2 separate regions of the Sus scrofa genome follow, and region 2 is linked to region 1. A link is a contact called in public Hi-C data. All regions are on one chromosome and are shown on one strand. The core of a region is the stretch at or near the end of the contact, and the rest is flanking DNA. Distances in the headings are between cores, read along the strand shown. Region 1 overlaps CARMIL1 (F-actin-uncapping protein LRRC16A). Region 2 holds the start of SLC17A2 (sodium-dependent phosphate transport protein 3).

Region 1 (2,705 bases), core at 47-2,546:
AGGCACCTGCTCAGGTACTGGCCTTGTGCTTGGGGCTACAGGGTGGAGGCAGGATGGGTAAAGCAGCCAGTGTTGTGCTCACCCCTTGGCAGTGCTCTGTGGTGGAACTTTCTGAAAGCCATCTCCAGATGCCCAGACCCTTCAGAGAGCTGCAGTTTCAGGACAAGGACCACAAACAGGGAAAGCTTAAATTGCTCTGGTTTTACCCCCCATCCTGTGAAACTGTCAGGGTTAGAACAGAGCTTGGCAAACTATGGGCCTGTTTTTATAAATGTGTCACCGGCACACAGCCCCACCGCATATACGCATCTCCCATTGCTTTTGTGCTAAAAGGACAGAGTTAAATCATTGCAGCAAAGGCCATGTGGTCTGAAGAGCCTAACATAGTTACACTTTGGCCCTTAACAGAAAATGTTTGCTGACTCTGGGATCAGAAAATCTAATGATTGGTGGCTCAACAGGTTAAGGATCCTATCCCTGCTATATGGCAAGAGTTTGATACCTGGCCCAGGGACTTCCACATGCCGTAGGTGTGGTTTTAAAAAAAAAAAAAAAAAAAAAAAGCTTCAAAACAGAAAAAGTGGGGAGAATGGAGGCCAAAAAAATACTTTTCAAAATTAAAAAAGTAAAGATGACCACTTAGGAGCAGGCTGGCATTCCCATCGGCCAGCTGTGTCTGAGGTAAGGAAACATCTCGAATAGAATAAATCCAGGTTGTAGAGGATTTGGGCTCCCCTGTTGCCAACACGGAATATAAAATAGCCAGATTCCCAATATTCTGTTGCAAGAAGCTTTTGTTTCAGTTTATTTGCTGAATGCATTCACTGAGTTCGTAGTATTTAGTGTATTGAGACTTATGTTAACCCACAGACGTTTTGCTAGAGCTTGAGAATTCAGCAGGCATTTTCCAATACACCCTTGCATTCCCTCTCCACGCTTCTAAGAGGCTGTCAACACAGGCAGTGCCGTTTTCACCGCATCCTGCCCCATCCCTGCTTCTATCGTCAAGCAGGTGGAGACTTGAATTGAAGTAGGAAGTGACGAGAACCTGGCCGAAGGTTGTCTTCTGTGCCCTCGGGCTCCCACAAGCACCCCCCAAATTGAGAACTGCCTTGCTGGTAATGGAGCAGAAAAAGGAGTGCAGTTCAGCTGATCCTTTCAATTAGAGTGAAATAGGGCAGTCTTTAGACTTAAGAGACTCGAGTTCTAGTCCCAGATATTTTGTCATCTTTTTAGCTTGGCAGGTCATTTAATTTCTCCATTTGTACAGTGATTACCACATAGTCTTTTCTGGTTCCAAAAGTCCATGATTCTAAGCTGTTCTTCCTGATCTTAGTATCTGTACGCAGGTACATGCACCTTCACTCCTGTAGGCACGGATATATGTTGTATACACCACGTGGGGACCACTTTCCAGGGTTTGACAGCAGGTAAAGGCGGTGGCTTGTAATGACAATTTCTGTCACCAATTGAAGAAACACAAACAGCCTTTGTGTTTGAGGCAGAAGCAACCTTCAGTTCACTTACATCTAATTTTCAAATACCAGCTCATTGAAATTCTGTCTAAAGAGATTCCCACCTGCAGATTTTAACTTTTTGTTGAGTTTGAATTATTTTTCACTCTCTTGTTTGTTACTTCACTGAGCTCTATGAGACCAGTTTGGGGCCAGAAAATTCTATGATGCTTTTTTAAAAAATGATTGGTTGTTTGTATGTAAAGATTAAACAGCTTATGCTTTAGGAATCCAGTTCATGGCACAGTTTGACATGTGGCTTTGTGTTTCCATAGAGGACCTCCCACACTCTCCATCCAGCCCGGGTTCGCCTAAAGTCGCTCTTCTTCCGCCTGTGCTGAAAAAAGTTCCTTCGGACAAGGAGAGAGATGGCCAGAGTAGCCCGCAGCCCAGTCCCAGGACATTTTCCCGGGAAGGTAATACCTTTTTTTTTTTCCTGTGTCAGCTCTCCCCAAGGAGAGTCATCTTAAGAGCAAGGAATTAATCCTGGACTCAGTTTCTCACTTTATATCTTAAGGTTTATAAGTCAGCATCCCTCGGATTCAGTTTTGGAACCAGAGCAGTTTTTCATTCAGAAACTTGATTCACTGTTATTGGTGACACTGGGTCTGCGTGAAGGACCGTATCTAAAAAATAAAACAACTGAGACACTTAGCCCAAAGGTCTTTATAATAGTAATTTCTAGATGCTCCAGAAGGGATTCCCAGTGTATTACCCATTGCTTTGTGACTAATTTGGTGTAATGTGTAGGCTTCTAGGTTCTCTTATTTCTGAGAACCTAGAAGCCTGCCCTTGCTATGGGCAACACTGTGGCTCATTAGCTTTGCTCAGTCATGAGGTTAGATGGTCCTCATTCTCAGAAGTCTGTCACCTACATGGATGCTCTCAGGGCATCATCATACTGATTTGTTCCTTCTAATTTGCTGAGCCGGGAGCATAGTGAGATGGTCCTGGGACTTGAATGCCATCTCCCTAACACATCAAAGGTCATTATCAGTGGAGGTGAGGCATGTTTGGGGTGACTTCTGCACCTCACCAGGTCTTCTTTCCCTCACTTCTCCCATTCTGTTCAATGAACCCTTTGGGGTTCTGTCCTTCATAAAATGTAAGTGCCGTCTCTAAGCCCCATCTATAAAGAAATTCTAGAGCCATCATCACCCATGTTCAGAGAGCTCTCAGTGTGGTTTGGGA
Region 2 (2,700 bases), core at 132-2,631, 320 kb after region 1:
CACTTGGGTCCACTCCGATTAATAAACACAGGATTACAGTAAATGACCTGTCTTTCCACAAAAATGCTTTTGCTTTACAAAGTTGTTTTTAAACATTTTCTTTTAAAAGTGGGTTCTTCTGGACTAGAATCCAGAAGATGGATAATGAAGGGATGCATCTCACTACAAACACCAGACAACATGGGAAGAAGTCATTTCTTCCAGGTTAGTAAAACCGAGGCCCATTTTATCATGTTTATCTGAGAGACTGGTAATTCTGGAATAAAACTAGTTGTTCCAGAGATCATTTACATCATGCTATCAATTCATATGAATTAATTAATCATGAAAAAAAGAAATGTACTAAGCACCAAGAGTGGGTGATCCTACAAGGCAGGATTATGTCAAAATTAAGGTGCACCTGGGGCCCTGCCCACAGGAGACTCACAGCTCCTCTCCCCAGGAGATAAGCAGGGGTGTCTGCTCTTCTTTCCTCCAAGCAACAAGCTCAGGCTGTGTCTTCCAGGCCTGTGTGAGTCTATCTATGCTATGGAATTGGGATTTTTCTCTGGGCAGGTTGAGAGAGGGCACCTTCCCTGGATCTTCCTCGCCTACCACAGGGCTTCCCACCATAGAACTAACAGGCACTAATCATAATCTGTTTGGGCACCTTTCCTCCGTTGTACAAGGAGGGCAACAGACCAGGTCATCCCTACAAGTACACAAGTTTTCTTGCCTTAAATATTATTCACAACTTTGCTCATATTTTCCTTTTTCTGAGAGACAATTTCAACTACACACAGAAATCTGAAAAGGCTCCTGAGTCACAATCTCCAATCCCAAACCTTGTTAGTTCTGATCCAGTATTTTGTTCCACAGCCAAAGCTTCTCCAATTCATGGAGGTGTCACAATTAATACTCACAGAATCCTTGGAGACGTGACCATTGTTCAGAGTTCACTGTCACCAGTAGCCTTTCAAGCCTTGCTCTAGGGTCCTGATTGAATTGATTACTTTTTTTTAGAAAGTCTCTTCACTTAGCAATGAAACGATTAGCAGATGGAGACCCTTAGGCTGCTGATAATGTTTTTTTCCTCTGACTTCCCCTCAAATTCTTCTCTCCCCTTAATGGAGCTCTGATTGATTAGTAATTATCCTCCAACCCAAAAAGAAGAAATGCACTTACCTTCACCATTAAACCAGTATTGTAAGACCTAGACTATAAGGCTACCTTGAAGAAAGAAAGAGTTTTCATCCCTTCTTCACTTTCAAATAATTCCACAATTTCACAAGGATAAATAATGCGTCACATGGCAGGCAGGTTTAGCCCTACATCCTCAGAGCAGAGAGTCTGGGTTTGGTTTTGCTGCTTAATTTTTAACTTCATTTTAAGTTCTCACTGATAGAATGAGTATCTCAAAAGATGACACTATGTTTTGCTGCTTTGAACTCTGCATACAGCTTAAAATGTCAACAAGCCTTTTTCCTGAAAGAGCGAGCAGGCATGGAAGAAAGAGCAGGGCTCCTGGAACTGGAGAGAAGTCAACCCCATCTTCACTTCCTAGTGTTTTCTGTCTCCTTGGACAAGTCATTTAAGCTCTTTTGAGTTGGTTTCTCCATAAGTAAAGCAAGGGTTATAATGCTCAACTCATGGGGATATTGGGCAAGTTAAATGAAATACATATGCTAACTGGTAGTAGGTCCTCAATAAATGAGATGTTCCCATTAAAGAATATTGTTAAATCAGCTAGGTTTTCTTTAAGCACTTGGGGCCCACAGCTTAATAAATGTGAACTTTGACCACTCTGATATCTTCCCATGAAGCTACCCTGCAGGCTTCCTTCCTGTTTCATATCTGTGCTCTTTCTAATCCAGTCTCGGCTCGAATCTTGATATTTGGACTTGTTCTTAATTTGTGATTCTTAAATTTTGGACTGTGGCTGCTACTGGGTCTTCCCAGCTTGATTCTCAACCCTTATAAAATGAAGTCTTGCTCTTTCTGCTTTTATTAGCTTCAAATTGCCTTAGTTGATTTTCCTTGCCTGAGTTAGTCTCGCCACACTCCCACAAGGAACCTACTGGAATTTTGCTACTTGGTTCCCCTGTATTAGGGCTCTGCTGCTGTAATCAATTACCACAAACTTAGTGACTTAAAACAACACGTATTTACAGTTCTGGAGGTCAGATGTCCAAAATGGATTTCACTGGGTCCAAAATCAAGATGTCGTAGGGCTACACTCTCTCTGGAGGCTTAGGAGAGAGTTTATTTCTCTACCTTTTCTAACTTCTTGAGGTCACCTGCCTTCCTTGGCTCATGGCTGCTTCCTCCATCTTTAGAGGCAGCAGTATAACATTTTCAAATCTTTCTAACTCTGGCACTCCTACCTCCCTAAGAACTTTCTATAATTATATTGGGATCATTTGGAAAATCTAGGATAGCTTTCTTGTCTCAAAATCCTGAAGTCAGGAGTTCCTGTCGTGGCTCAGTGGTTAACGAATCCGACTAGGAACCATGAGGTTGCGGGTTCGATCCCTGCCCTTGCTCAGTGGGTTAACGATCCGGCGTTGCCTTGAGCTGTGGTGTAGGTCGCAGATGCGGCTCAGATCCTGCGTTGCTGTGGCTCAGGCGTAGGCCGGCAGCTACAGCTCCAATTAGACCCCTAGCCTGGGAACCTCCATATGCCGTGGGAGCGGCCCAAGAAATAGCAAAAAGACAAAAAAA

The links. A called contact is a pair of places that touch in the nucleus more often than the background predicts.
Region 2: a contact with region 1 is called in a Hi-C map of liver, with 2.6 times the contacts expected there. The contact joins the promoter of SLC17A2 here to the enhancer-like site in region 1. A contact is called at or near these places in 10 of 47 Hi-C or Micro-C datasets (alveolar macrophages, embryonic fibroblasts, fetal liver and 5 more) and 1 of 2 datasets of contacts at active chromatin or transcription factors (alveolar macrophages).

Annotation. Positions count from the first base shown.
Region 1 is chr7:20,341,200-20,343,904 of Sscrofa11.1, forward strand. CARMIL1 (F-actin-uncapping protein LRRC16A) reads left to right here. Exons shown (of 37, transcript XM_013977486.2): 36 at 1,790-1,930. LOC110261657 (a long non-coding RNA gene) reads right to left here. Exons shown (of 3, transcript XR_002346102.1): 3 at 2,055-2,140. Among named protein-coding and RNA genes, the nearest start is that of SCGN, 47 kb to the right of the region's middle. Within about 2 kb of position 1,297, at least 1 of the 83 cell types and tissues checked has an H3K27ac peak or open chromatin away from gene starts, as enhancers often do. A contact at or near this core is called in liver, where this site is marked.
Region 2 is chr7:20,662,117-20,664,816 of Sscrofa11.1, forward strand. It overlaps SLC17A2 (sodium-dependent phosphate transport protein 3), which reads right to left and starts at 1,382. Exons shown (of 21, transcript XR_002345599.1): 1 at 1,165-1,382. All of the region lies in intron 1 of LOC110261475 (a long non-coding RNA gene), which reads left to right.